2 separate regions of the Mus musculus genome follow, and region 2 is linked to region 1. The links are chromatin contacts, called in public promoter capture Hi-C maps. All regions are on one chromosome and are shown on one strand. The core of a region is the stretch at or near the end of the contact, and the rest is flanking DNA. Distances in the headings are between cores, read along the strand shown.

Region 1 (7,654 bases), core at 3,616-6,115:
GGCCCTTAAGGAAACTGGAAGAAGCTGAGGTAAGCACTGGCACAGTGACCTACAGCCTCATTACATTGCCATTTGCTTTTGGTCTGCACTCTCCTCTCTGCTTTGCAAAGCTCTCGGGCAGTTCATAAATGGTTCCTTCTGATCTGGAGTGTCTGAAATATGGTGCATGTTAATGCTCTGGAACTTCTCTTCCCTAGCAGCAAAGTTTGGCAAACTTGCCAGCAAAGATGATGGCTCCAGTTTCAAGGCAGCTCTGCTGTCTGGCCCTCCAGGTGTTGGCAAAACCACTACAGCTTCTCTTGTGTGTCAGGTGGGTGCCCTGTCATAGTGCAGTGATCAGCTCGTGTGTGTGTGTGTGTGTGTGTGTGCGTGTGTGTGTGTCTGTGTTAATCTACAGTGTATATTTTTCTAAAGTCAAACTTTAGAATTTTCTTTGGCTTTAGTGGTGTTTGTCACTTCTTTTTTTTTTTTTTTTTAATGCTATTATTCTGGCTGGGTGTGGTAGTGCATGCCTATAATCCCAGCATTGAGGAAGCAGGTGAATCTCGAGGTTAATTCAAGGCCAGCCTAGTCTACATAGTAAGTTCCAGGACACAAGTCTTTTTAAAAAAAATCTAAAGAAAATTAAAGAAAAAAAAAACAAACCCCACCTTAAACCTGTTATTGAATTGGCTATTATAAAAACATCCATTTTCCCTTATAGGTGGAGGATGTGTTACTAGGCGCTCAGGAGATGCCGTGGCTGCAGGTGGTACAGAGCCCTGTGCACCGTGCCCTGCAGCAGTGCCACTTCATATAGTTAGTCTGCCTCCTGTGTCCTGGCACCCTCCTTGCCTCCCCCTCTTACTGTCTAGGGCCACGGTACTGGCTGGTTTTGTGTAAACTTGACATAAGCCAGACCTTAGAAGGAAGGAGCCTCAGGTAAGGAAATACCTCTGTGAAATCCAGCTGTAAGGCGTTTTCTCAATTAGTGATCAGTGGGGGAGGGCCCAGCCCATTGTGGGTTGGGCCATCCCTGGGCTGATGGTCCTGGGTTCTATAAGAAAGGCTTAGCAGGACAGACAGCAGACCCTCTATGGCCTCTGGATCAGCTCCTGAATCCAGGATTCTGCTCTGTATGTGTCCCTGTCCTGACTTCCTTCAGTGATCCACAGTGATATGGAAGTGTAAGCCAAATAAACCCGTTCCTCCCCAACTTGCTTTTCAGTCATGGTGTTTCATCAAAGCAATAGAAACCCTAACTAAGACAGCCATTATTAAGTAAGGGTTATTTGAATACACCCACTATGATACAGGCAGGTGGTCTGATACCCTGGCATGAGCCACCATACATAGCTTACCAGCTGTGGTTTTAAAACCAAACTCCTCTGTGTATGTGTTGTTTTAAGAATCTCTAATGCTGTGGGGAATTAGATTTGTGGCCTTTTGGTATCATACTTAATTTTTTACTCATGTTTAATGTGACTTTTGGAACCTCTGTGTTCCTTAATCAGCTGCTGCCCAGGATCATTTGCACTGTTATAATAATGATTTTTAATATTTTGACTAGGAATTGGGCTACAGTTATGTGGAACTAAATGCAAGTGATACTCGGAGTAAGAACAGTTTGAAAGCAGTTGTTGCTGAATCCTTGAACAACACCAGCATCAAAGGCTTTTATACAAGTATGTGCCCTTTTTGAACTGTGGCTATAGATGTGGTTTAAGAAAAACAAGTCACTTCAGTGTTCTGTAATGAGCACTCCTGTGTGGTAAGTATCCTGAGGCATCAAGATAGGAAAGGCCTTTGGCATAACTCTTCTGGGGCATTAGTTCTGCTCTGTGATCTCAGAGGTTTTTGAGACTGGGATAGAAATGTGTGCATATACAGTTTTCATTTTGTGTGTGATGTTGGACAGTTCCAGGTGAGTCTTGTAAAGGAGAACGGGGAGAGTGAAGTGCACCGTTCACTGAGGCCGAAAGCCTGTGTGTGTGTGTGTGTGGGGGGGGGGGGGAGCTGATTGTGTACTCTGCAGTAAAAGGATGACTTGATTCAGAGAGCCTTGAAGAATGAAAGGGCCCATTTATAGCAAGAAGGTGTGATCACTGTGGAAGGTTGTGTTGTAACTAGTGGTCCCAAAAGGCTGAGTTCATGGGGAAATGAAGATGTATCAGGTAAGGATCCACATGCCTGTGGAGAGTGCCATAGAACTGCGGTACTTTTATGTTAGAAGTTAGTTTTTGAAAGAAATTGCTCAGAAGAGTCCTCCCCCCTTCTTTCTTTCTCTCCTCCTTCCCTCCTTCTCTTTCTTCCCTCTCCCTCCCTCCCTCTCCCATCCCCCCACTTTTTCTGTCTCTTGGTATATGTATGTGGGTGTGTGTGGATGTGAGACGTGTGCACCTCACCACACCCAAGATTTTTTATGTGTGTTCTAGGGTTTGAACCCAGGTTCTTATGTTTGCAAGGCAGATACTGTACTAATGGGCAGTCTTTCCATATAGCTTGCTGTACATGGCTCTTGGAAGTATTAATTAATACAACTCACTAGCAGTCTGGCATTTTTCCTCAAGTCTAAATCATACATAATTTCTAATCTATGTCAATTCTTGGAATTTAACTGTCATTATATTTTAATATGTGTAGAATGATACATGCACACACAGACACACATACACACGCACACATAGACATACACACACATACACATGCACACACAGACAAGTATACACACACACAGACATACATGCTCACACACTTAAACACACACCACATGCTCTCATCATACAGCCAAATGTACTCTCACATGTAGACACATGCACACATATGAGGATATTTACATATTAGTATGATATAAAAGCTTGAGCATCTTAATATCTTATCAATAAACTACATTACTATGCATTTTAAAGGAGAATATTAAATTACATTAAAAAGAAGTGTTTTGGGGATGGACATTACCTCTTCTGGTGTGCAGACAAAATACCCACTACATATAATAAATCTTAAAAAGAAGAGAAGTGTTACTGATGGATGGGTGGATGGATGGATGGAAACAGATCAATAACCAAGATGTATTAAGTGAAAGCCCACAAGGTACATATTTTTATGCACACAGGTTTTAAGTATGTATTGGCTATCTCTACATGGACTTTAGTGAACTGCTGGGAAGAGAGTTTGCTTTCATGGCTTCACTCTTGGAGCTGTTGGAGTTTAAATGTGTGTTGACTCTTACTGTGTTCTGTGTTCTTTCCCCTGGTCAGGTGGAGCGGCTCCTTCCGTGAGTGCGAGGCACGCCCTCATCATGGATGAGGTCGATGGCATGGCAGGCAATGAAGACAGGGGTGGAATTCAGGTAACACAAGCACTGTGGCTTCTGTTTTACTGTGGGCTTTAATTAAGAAAATAACCGTTATGTGCATGGATAATTGTAGCAGTTGAGAGCTTTTAAAAAATACTAAAATATATTGAATATCTGTTATTTTATAAAAATAATTATCCTCATATTCTAAATTTGTCTTTTAGGAGCTAATAGGCCTGATAAAGCATACTAAAATTCCCATCATTTGTATGTGCAATGATAGAAACCACCCCAAAATTCGCTCATTGGTTCATTATTGTTTTGATCTTCGTTTCCAAAGACCTCGAGTTGAACAGATTAAGGTATGATGATTATAATTACAAAGAATTTAAAAAAATTTTGGGAGTATGTGTGTTCACAGGCATACACGTGCACGCTCATGCAATGCAGTAGGGTGTACATGTGGAGGTAACAGGGCATTTCTGGGTGTCAGTTCACTTATGGGGGTTCTAGGATCAGTCGCAGGCACCAGGCATGATGGGAAATGCCTGTACCCATCTTGCTGTCTCAGGGTTCCTGTCACTATGATGAAATACTGACAAGACAACTTGAAGGGCAAAGGTTATTTGCCAGGAAGTCAGGAGTTGAGAGAGGCAGGAGCTGATTCATGGTAGATGCTGCTGAATGGCTTGCCCAGCCTGCTTTCTTATAGAACTCAGGCCACCAGCCCAGGGCTGGCCCCACCTATCATAGACTGTACCCTTTCCCATTAGTCACTAATTAAGAAAATGCCCTTCCGGCTTGCCTACAGCCTGATCTTAGGGAGGTTTTTGTCAGTCAGTTTTTCCTCTTCTCAGATAGTTTCTGTGAGGTTGATGTAAAACTAGCCTGCACACTAGCCCAGAATATTTTTAAAATGACATTATTATATTTATATAAAGGTTGATTTTTAACTTTAGGCAGTGTCAGTGCGGTAACCAGTGAGTTTTACCTAAGATATGATGATTGATAACTGAAAACTCAAGGGTCAATTTTTTTTTTCAAAACAGGGCTTCTGTGTAGCCCTGGCTGTCCTGTAGCTCTCTCTGTAGACCAGGCTGGCCTGGAACTCAATAGAGATCTGTCTGCCTCTGCCTCCTGAATGCTAGGATTAAAGGCTTAAGCAACCCAACTCAAGGGTCAGTTTTAAAAGAATCTCATAAATATCCATAGAATTGCAGATGCTATGTGTTAAAAAAATGTCAATGACAATTTTCTTGTTTGTTAATTTCAGAGTGCAATGCTGTCTATTGCATTTAAAGAGGGTTTAAAAATCCCCCCTCCAGCTATGAATGAAATAATTTTGGGAGCTAATCAAGATGTCAGACAGGTGAGTTAGATATTTATTTTGGGGAAGTTGTTACTTTTCTAAATTTAATTTTATTATTTTATGTGTGTGGATATTTTGCCTGTATTTATGTGACTTACCACTTGTGTGTCTAGATTGGCAGAGGCCAAAAGAGGGCATCAGACTCCCTGGAACTGGAGTTACAGATGGCTGCGAGCTGCTTTGTGGGTGTTGGGAGAGCAGCTGAGCCAGCTTCTAGCTCTTGGCAGTTGTCAGTACTTTAGCTGCCCACTCTCGAAACTTGCACAGGATAGGAAAAGAGCAGCCATTTCTCATCCTGGCATTGTCGTCTTTGTGTTTTTTCTAGGTTTTACACAATCTCAGTATGTGGTGTGCACAAAGTAAGGCCCTGACCTATGACCAAGCCAAGGCTGATTCTCAGAGGGCTAAGAAGGATATCAGACTGGTAAAATGAGTTTCCATTTTTTAGTTATGTTATGAAGTTGGTGTTTCTTGTCCTGCTTATATTAGCTTTGTAGACATAATTATCTCTTGGTGTACTTCTAGAGCTCACAGACTTGTCAGACCTGTAGACAGTGAGCTTTTTTTCTAGCATGGCCATCTTTATAGACTGATGAAAAGGGATATTTTAAATGAGCCCCATGCTTCCTCACTGAGAGCGATTTTTCCATTGGACCTTCTGCATGCATTTGTGGCCTCCGTGGTTGTACTATTGGGAATTCTATGTTTCAAGTGCGTTAGTTTAACTTCCAAAGCTAGAGGTCTCTATCTCTTGTCTCTGCTCTGCTTTACTATCCAAAATTATAGATAGTTAGCTTTTTTAAAAAAAGAAATGATATACTTTAGATTTTGAAGTAGTTTTAAGTTTGCAGCAAAATGTAGTAGAAGGCACAGAGGTTTCCCATGCAAGCCACTCCAGCGTACACTTCATTTAGCATCCTGCACCAGAGTCTCAGTCAGTAACTTCACTAGGGCTCATTCTTGACATTGCACACTCTGTGTTTTCTCACAGGCGGGCAGTGGTGTGTTCTACCACTGCAGAACTACAGTAGTTTCCCTGGGCTCAGACTCGGCATCCTTAATTCCTTCCTCTTTTTTTAAAAAAAGGTTTATTTATTTTTATGTATATGAGTACACTGCAGCTGTCTTTAGACACACCAGAAGAGGGCATCAGATCCCATTACAGATGGTTGTGAGCCACCATGTGGTTGCTGGGAATTGAACTCAGGACCTCTGGAAGAGCAGCAGTCAGTGCTCTTAACTGCTGAGTCATCTCTCCAGTCCCCCTCCTTCTATAACCACCAGTCTTCCATCTCCATGGTTTTGCCTGAGTGCCATGTAGTGGGAATCATACAGTGTGCAGCCTTTGGAGATTGACTTCTTTCCCACAGTAGAGTGTGTACATTCAAGGCTCCGTCATGTCCTTTAATGAACTGTTCTTTTTGTTTGTATGGTCTTTTGAGATTGCATTGCTGGTAACTCACTTGAGCTGGCCTGAAGCTCAGTATGTAGCTGAGGCAGGCTTTGAACCTCATCTCTAAGTGCTAGGATTACTGGTGTGTCCCAACATTCATGGCTGATATTTTTATTAAAATTGTTGAGTCCAAGGCCTGAGATATATCAGTTTATTTATCATTCGGTTACTGGAAGAAGTATCTTAGTACTTCTAGATTCCACAGTTGGGATGAAAGTGCTAGAACACTATGTGTAGGATTTTGTGTAAACATAATTTTAGGTCATTTGGAACCCCTAAAGTATCATATAATTCTCCTCAGCAGGCAGTGAAGGTGCCTATTGCTCCAGCGTCATCTTCACCAGTATTAGGTTTTGGTCATTCAGTCATTTTCTGCCCCTTGTTGGCAGGGCCCATTTGATGTCACTCGGAAAGTGTTTGCAGCTGGAGAGGAGACTGCACACATGTCACTGATGGACAAGTCAGATCTCTTCTTCCATGACTATTCCATAGCACCCCTCTTTGTCCAGGAGAACTACCTGCATGTAAAGCCTGTGGCTGCAGGGTGAGCACTGAGGGCAGCAAGGGGCAGGATCGGGGTTCTCTACACCACAGAGACCAGAGCCTTGTGCAAGCGTGGCTGGGAGTGGATAGTAGTGTAACTAGACTGGCTCTTCTCTGCAGAGGTGACATGAAAAAGCACTTGATGCTTTTAAGCCGGGCAGCAGATAGCATATGTGACGGTGACTTAGTGGACAATCAGATCCGGAGTAAGCAAAACTGGAGTCTTCTGCCCACCCAGGTAAGTGTAGTTGGGTTTGTTGTTATTGTCTGTCTGTCTGTCTGTCTCTCTCTCTCTCTCACACACACACACACACACACACACACACACACACGCACGCACAACGTATATTATTTATATATTATAATATAAATATTTTGCTTATATTATTTATATTATATATAGTAAATATATATAAAGTCTGTGCTTTAAAAATACATAGAGAAAATATCTGTACTTCAAGAATGAGGCATCGTTTTCTCATTTTCAAACAAACGTGTGGATGTAATTGAGAAGGCCGAGTGTGGTTACACCAACCTGTGATCCAGCAAAGGCTGACACAGGAGGACTGCCATAAGTCTGAGACTGCTCTGGGTTACAGAGTGAGTACCAGGCTAACCAGGCTCCATATCAAGACTCTGTCTCAAAAACAAACAAACAAAACAAAAACAAAAACAAAACAAACAAACAAAAACCAGGGGGCATCCTTCTTGGAGATCTTTGTTACATGGACAAATAATAGCCCCAACATTCAGAGCTGTGAGTGGAGATGAGTGGTAGAGAGCTGTCGCAAGGGTACACGGCTTTGGGTGCATGCACACGTAAACACACCACAAAATTTAAGTAAGGATACTTTTCACTTTTAATCCTGGCAGAGGCCAGAGGCAGAGGGTCTCTGAGTTTGAAGCCAGCCAGATCTACAGAGCAAGTTCCAGGATAGCCATGGCTACACAGGGAAACCCTGTCTGAAGACCCTTCCTCTCTCAAAGAAGAAGAAAAAAAAAGAAGAAAAAA
Region 2 (7,654 bases), core at 1,761-4,260, 300 kb before region 1:
ATTTTAGACTGACATCCTAAATTAACAAAAATTTAAAACTAAAAAAAAAAAAAAAAAAGGGTTGGCAGGGATGAGGTAAAAAATAGATGCAGCAGGCGGATGACACACGCCAGAATGTCAGCAATTGGTAGGTGGGAGCAGAAGGATCACAAGCTCATGGCTATCATCAGCTATGAAGAGTTCTAGGCCTGCTTGAGCTACCTTAGACTGTCTGAAAAACAAAAACATGTGTCAGATATGACACATGCTTTAATCCCAGTCTGTAAAAAATAAAAACGCATGCCAGATGTTATAGCTCATGCTTTAATTCCAGTGGTGGGTGGCAGAACCAGTTGGGTTGCTGAGAGTTCCAGGCAAGCATAGTTTACATGCCAAGCCAGATGTACATAATGAGAAACTGTGTCAAAACAAACAAGCAAGCAAGCAAACAAACAAGGGCTGCTAAGAAGGCTCAGTCGTCACAAGGTGCCACCAAGCCAGATCTGGTGGCATCCACACCTTCAACCCCAATACTTGGGAGGCACAGAAAGGCATTCCTCTAAAAAGTCAACAGACAAATAAAACCTCTTTTGGTTTTTTTTTTTTTTTTGGTCCCACTATGCAGCATCTGCTGTGGATCTGAAATGCTGGAATAAACCAGGACAGCCCGTGAGACTCTTGAAAACAACATCAAGCCTTGTGCTGTGAGGCCTGAAAGCACGTCCAAATCCCCATAACTCATGCAAGAGTGGAGACAAAACTCACTCTAAAAGTTGTTCTCTGATTTCCACATATACACCACAGCATAAACACACAATAACTGTAATTTTAGTGAACAGTACAGTAACAATGCTTTTTGTTAAGTTATAGCCTACTCTAAAGAAACATTTAAGTTTAGATTTATAGTACTCTAGTACTCCAATACACTAATGAAAAATTCAAGTCTCCTTATTTTTACATTAAAAAAAATGACATTAGTACCATGTGTGAAATTAAAAACTCAGTAGCTATAAGGAGTGTTCATCTGCTAAACAAAAATCTGAATACTATATATACAGAAAAAATTGTTCCCAGATAAAAACTAAAAAACACTTCTTAATCATCTATATTAGCAACCATGCAACATCAGTATTCTTATCTCTTCATACAATGCAGTCTCCACTCCCCTCACTATTTCTCTCAACAAATACTATGGCTCCTACTTCATGTTAGATGTAAGTTCACAATTCTACTGCCAAGTTTAATGAAAAACCTTAAATAACTTTACATTTACTCCAAAATGGAAAATATTTCACTCAGACAAAAGAAAATATTCTGTTAATTAAAACAAGCAGGCCCACTCATTAAAGATTAGTATTGGTATTTAATACTCAATTTCACAACTGGAGAAAGAGCGCAGTAGTTGACATAACTGGTCACTCTCCCAGAGGATTAGGGTTCAACTATGAACACCCAGATGATTTTTTTAAATGAACTTCATTTAAAGAAAGTCCCCAAAGGCTTGGATCTTTAAGTTTTAATTTAATGTATCAAGATGGTTTGCATGCATGGATCTCTGGACACTGTGTATCACTGGTATCCAGGAAGACCAAATGAAGGCACTGGATGCCCTGAATTAGGACTGCAGAGGTCTTTAAGGCACCCTGTGGGTGCTGGATCTCAGAACCAGATTTGTTAGAGGAGCAGCCAGTGTTTTTAAGCACAGATTCACCTGCCCAGCCCCTTACAACTATTTCTAACTCCAGTTCCAGGGGATACAAGTCTCTCTTCTGACTTCTAAGGGCAACACCCATACACATAAAATAAAATGTTTTTAAAGTAATCACTACTTATTTCATATATTAAAAGTATATTTTTGCCAGGTGGTGGTGGTACATGCCTTTAATCCCAGCACTCTGGAGGCAAAAACAGGGGAACTCTGTGAGTTCAAGGTCAGATTGGTTGATAGAGCTAGCTCCAGGACAACTAAGTCTACACAAAGAAAACCTGTCTCAAAAAAAACAAAAACAAAACCAAAACAACAACAAAAAAGTATGTCTTAACACCACAGAAAAAAAGGAACCTAGGTTTCAATATGTAACAAAAGAAATCACTGAGAGAGTTTGATTAAGGAACTCTTATTAATAGCTATCACAGTACAACTGACTCTAGGAAAGGCACTGGAGATCTCAATTCTATTATTTTTTGATCCAAAGATTATTTTTTTGCATTTCTAGTCAATAATTTAAGATAGAACAACAATGATCTAAGATAGAACAATTTATTTAGATAATAAATCCTATCTCGATTTAAAGACAAATCAAAGAAATAAATGTTTTCTGAAACTTTTGCTACATAGGCCTCTGCTTACTCCTGTAGCCCTATGGACCTGAAAATCTCACAGTCCTCAACACCATACTACTTTTTTCTTTAAGGGAAAAAAAAAAAAGATGAGCTGACTCAGGAGGGAGCAGCAGGTGAATCTCCAGGTTAAGGGCAGCCCCATCGACAGAGCAAAAATTGATCCTCTGCAACAACAAGTGATCTCAAACCACTGAACCATCTCTCTACCCACTTTATACTATAATTTGTTTATTACATACTTATATTAAAGTTAAATATATATGCATTAATAACAAAATAGAACAGTTATAATAATGTGTTATAAGAAGTTAAATTTTTAAATTAGAAATTTTCTAAAAATTTCCTTTTGACACTTGTAATTTGTGACTGGCCACAGTATAAATGATAGGTTTGGAATGCTCTTTTGTGATGAAAAGGGCATGGCCATGCAATGCCTTTGTAAACTTATTGACCATAAAGGCAAAACATCTTAATTCATAGTAGTAATGTGTACAAATGGATTCAATAAGACCTTGCTTGCTTGCCATTTGTAAGACCCTAAGTTACATGAAAAAGACTGCACAAAAATGGGAACAGAGGCAAGCTTTCAAATAGTATTGTTATGCAACCACAGTTTTGTTTGGTAGTAGCATTAGCAGTCAAACACAGAACCTTATACGTGCTTGGCAAGTGCTCAAACAGCTATATTGGCTAGTCTTGTCCTGAGTTGCTCATACCAACTGGGGATTCAAATAGCTATATCCCTAGCCAACGAGTATCAAATTATTTTTATTATTTCAAGAAGAAATCCTGGAGAACAGCACAAGGGCCCCTGTTCAACCTGAACAAAAAATCAAAAGGAAAAGGAAAGCAAAGGGCTGAGGACATGGGCCAGTGGTAAACCCGACTGCTGCACACTGCACAAACACACAAACATGCACACACACTCACTCACTCACAGACATGGGCTGGGTGGTAATATTTTATTCTTTTTCCTTTTGCAGCAAGATCATAGGATAGTTAGTCCAATAACCTAACATACAGACTAACAAATCTGGATACTAGTTAACCTCAACCTATTAGAGGTAAAGTTGTTATAGGAAGGGGGGGGGGATTTTCTTACCACAAACTATTATCAGTTATGATTATCATTATATTAATACTGAAAATGCAGTGTCTATAAAGCTCATTTCTTCCTTCCTTTTCTGTTTAGGGGGAAAAAACACCTTATGAACTAATCCAGCGGCTGAAGTAGAAGAAGTATTACTTGAGTCTAGGATTTCAAGATCAGAATAGGTAACATAGGGAAAGCCCTTCCCCAAAACAAAAACCAATGAGGCATACTGGCTAACACCTTTATTCCAAGCATTCAAGAAAGGCAGCCAGATCTTTATGATTTCCAGGTCAGTCAAGGCTATATAGTATGACACTGTCTCAAAACAAAAAGAAACCCACAAGTAACTTTTATTCTCCTAAAGTAATTATCTCTTTGCTTACTGCCTCTAACTTACCCCCAGTTCTCCCTATCATCTTACTGAGACCTAGAGTGTTTTCAGCCTCGGAAACTTACTGCTGAGTAAGCTCACCTTTTCTTGTTCTTTCTGATTTCTGGCTGGCTGACTCAACTCAGCTGTTCTGGCTCAACTCAAACTCTTCTCTCCAAGCTGATTGATTCAATCTGGCTTCTTCTCTCCAAGCTGATTGATTCAATCTGGCTTCTCTCTCAGCCTGACTTTTTGCTCTGCTTGGCCTCAAACTAACTGACAATCTGTTCTGATCTTCTGGCTCCTTCTCATTCTCTAGCTCCTTCTTGTCTTCACTGTGTATAGCGTATTCTCTCTCAAACTTGTCTCCCAGGAAATCTGCCTCCTCTCCTTTTCTCCTTCTGCACTGGTCTCTTAAGTAGCTTCCTGTTCCTCTCTCTTCTCTTGAGAGTTGGGTAGATCCTATTCTGTCAAATCTTTCTGATTTGTCACTTTGTCTGCCACTCAACTAAACATCACTTTCAAACGTGACTGCTTCCTTCTACAAACTTTACCTTCATTGTTTGGGATTAAAGGTGTGAACTAAGGGCATGTCTGTATTCCAGCCAGAGGGATTAAAGGTATGTGAAGGGCTGAGGCACATCACCACTACAAACAGGTTTTTTCAAGTAAACACCGCAATCTCCGGGCTCACAGTGTGATCAAATATACTGCAACATGCATGGACTGACCAGAAAGACAGAAGACAAACCAAACTTATTACCAAACTAAGTCCTACAACTTGAATTTGACCCCTGGGCCCTGAGTAGTAAAAATAGAAACAGCTCTCACAGTCTGTCCTTTAACAAACATCAATGTTTCCTGGGCAACTTGCATTTACATAGTGTTTTTATATACACAGTAAATAAACAAAAATCCACTTTTTTAACTCCATTCACATGACTATATAAGCAAGGTGGAGTGTGTACATACAATGAATGACACAATGTACAAACAGTAAACATAGAAACGGCAGAGGCAGAGAGGCAGAAGCAGGAGAATTTCTGAGTTTGAGGCCAGCCTGGTCTACAAAATGAGTTCCAGGACAGCCAGGGCTATACAGAAAAACCCTGTCTCGAAAAACAGAAAACACCCCCCCCAAAAACAAACAAACAAACAAAAATATGTGCCACCATGCCCAAATAAAGTGATTTTTTTTAAAAGCTAAAAGTAATTACAGAATTACTGTTTAATGAGCATATATTTCATTTAAGAAGAGGAAAATTCTGGAGTAGATGTTATACTTAGACAAAATGTCAATATATTTAATACTGCTCAATAATACATCTAAAAAAGGCTAAAGGGACTGCAGATGTGCTCTAGAGCACTTGCATAGAATGCAGGGGCCCTGAATACAATTCCCAGCACAGACCAAATGTTGTACTGCACATGTACACCACACCCACACCCACACCCACACTTTAAGAACAAAAAATATAGGCAAGGTATACTAATGTATACCTTTAAACCAAGCACTTGGGAGGCAGAGACAGATAGACATTCTGGGATTTAAAGCCATTGAATATAGGCATTTCCAAGTAAGTCAACTGTAAGACCCTGTCTCAAAAAAAGGGGTGGGGGCAAGTATAGAGTCGGCTCCAGAGGTTAGAAACATTTAATGGAGGGCAGTCAAGATATCTTGGAGATTGCATTGACCTGATACAGTCTGTATTCTAATGTTACTAATACTGGGTCCTCAGGAGGGGTTGGCCCCAACAAGCAAACCATCACATACTCAGGTGATGTCATGTGACCCTTCTCCCCATTTTAACTGGTCAATAAAAGGCTAGAGCTTGTGATTGGGCAGTGGAAGGGAAAGGTGGGCCTGAAGGCTTGGGGGTGGGGGGTGGGGGCAGGTAGAGAGAGGAGAAGAGGACAGAAGAATAAGAGGAAGAAGCCATAATGGACCAGAACCCCATGGTAGGGAGGAACCCCAAGTAGCAAGGGGTCTTGTTGCTGGGGAATAAGTATGCCTGCCCAATCTAGGCATATGGACGACAGTTAATGTATCTGGAGTGTGTGTCTTTTGTATGGGCTTAGAAGGGTTCAAAATTCCTTCAATAGTGACAGATGATGCCTTGTGAATTTGAGGCCAGCTTGGTCTACATAGTGAGATCCTGGATGGATGGATGGATGGATGGATGGATGGATGGATGGATGGAGGGGTGGGAGGAAGGGAGGGAGGGAAGGAAGGAAGGAAGGAGGGAGGGAGGGAGGGAGGGAGGGAGGGAGGGAGGGAGGGAGGAAGGACTAAAAAAAATCTATGAATTTTTAAAGTGAAAGCTGAAAAAGTGTACTTGTTGGGCACAGTTTACAAAGATATATTTTACCTGCTCAAAAGAAAACTAGAATTTCAAATAATATAAAGATTCATGTGAAAACAACAGAATACAAGAGTAAGCATCTATCTACAAACAGCAAATAATCCCAACTGGAAAATGAAAGCCATGTATGTATGAAAAGTATAAAAGAGACTAAGACGAGAAAACGGAGATCCAGTTGTTAGAGGTTGTGAGTTTTGACACTGTTAGCAAAGAAAGATGATCAGCAATTTCTTCAAGAACATTTATCAAACAGCACAACGAATGAGCAGGAGTGACAAAGATGGACAGCTAGTCACATGCCAGGCAAAGCAAGGAAGTAATCCGACTGAATGACTAAGCAATGCTTATAGCTGTAGAGGTATAAAGAAACTGATTCAAAAATTAGTTTGGGCTATGTTTTCTTGTTACATACACTCTTAGAATAACATCATTCTTTCTCAATATTTATCACAGTTGGAATAACAGTTTTTCCTCTTCCACAGTGTGAGCTTCCTAAAAGTTAAATGTGAAGGGGCTGGAGAGACGGTTTGGTAGTTGGCACACTGGCTGCCCATCCACACAGCGGCTCACAACATCAGTAATGGGATGTGACCCCCTCCTCTGTGTTCATGAAGACAGAGTACTCATACGCATAAGCAAAACACAGTGTAAGTCTCACTATTTCTCAGCACACTGTACTTAATTTCTGTTTTGTCTGTTTTTCATTGTAATTTTTTTCTTCTTTTTTTTTTTTCTTTCCCACTCTAGTAGTAATGCAAATAAAACCTGAGTCCTGGCACATACAAGAAAAGTTCTCTACCAATGAGCTAGCGAATTTCTGGCCCTCAAATAATTTCTAAATAAATATATATTTAAATAAGTATTTATTTAAAGCAAGTAAGAACCTCTCTGTAAACCTGACTAAACAGCTAATTTTCAGAAGCTAATATTTGTGCCATTATGAGATACAAATTGTACTCCAATATATAGCCATCAATGGTTACTTTAGTAAATCTGCTTTTCATTCTAACTTCAGAATCAAGTCTTTGAACAGTGCCTGAAATTCTGTCCTTTAAATTTATTCACATTTCAGGGAGAGAGGGAAGAGGGTTTATGGAAGGAAAATTTGGAAGGGGGATAACATTTGAAATGTAAATAAATAAAATACAAATGAAAAATGAAAAAAAGATGCACATTTAACTTGGAAAGTTGTAACATTAGTAAATATTTAAGTGCATTAATATTCATATTATATTCATATTAGGTGAGCAAAAAGATACAAAATATTTAAAAATTCCATGTATTAAAAAAAAAAAGGTTTACAATACCTTAGGGGGGTTAAATGGATATGTTTCTGGTATTTTTATCTCTAGTTGATATCTTCCACCTAAAAAAAAAGTTAGGGGGACAAATTTAATGCTACTCAACTCAAGTATCTAAAAATCAAACACATTGAAAACCTTTTCCAAAATATGTACTATTTTGCACTGAGTACTGGGAAAATTCAAATCCCAAAATAGTCAAAGT

Evidence for each region. Capture Hi-C pulls out chosen DNA fragments and counts their contacts.
Region 2: a promoter capture Hi-C map of adipose tissue shows a contact between it and region 1. The contact joins two enhancer-like sites. A contact is called at or near these places in 2 of 9 other capture datasets (adipose tissue and pancreatic islet).

What each region holds. Positions count from the first base shown.
Region 1 is chr5:65,271,367-65,279,020 of GRCm38.p6, reverse strand. It overlaps Rfc1 (replication factor C (activator 1) 1), which reads left to right. Exons shown (of 25, transcript NM_001347357.1): 14 at 198-310; 15 at 1,550-1,664; 16 at 3,240-3,331; 17 at 3,502-3,639; 18 at 4,551-4,646; 19 at 4,972-5,070; 20 at 6,489-6,643; 21 at 6,763-6,880. Among named protein-coding and RNA genes, the nearest start is that of Rfc1, 60 kb to the left of the region's middle. Within about 2 kb of position 4,865, at least 13 of the 459 cell types and tissues checked have an H3K27ac peak or open chromatin away from gene starts, as enhancers often do. A contact at or near this core is called in adipose tissue, where this site is marked.
Region 2 is chr5:65,571,392-65,579,045 of GRCm38.p6, reverse strand. Ube2k (ubiquitin-conjugating enzyme E2K) reads right to left here. Exons shown (of 7, transcript NM_016786.4): 3 at 7,456-7,514. Among named protein-coding and RNA genes, the nearest start is that of Gm40309, 34 kb to the right of the region's middle. Within about 2 kb of position 3,010, at least 9 of the 459 cell types and tissues checked have an H3K27ac peak or open chromatin away from gene starts, as enhancers often do. A contact at or near this core is called in adipose tissue, where this site is marked.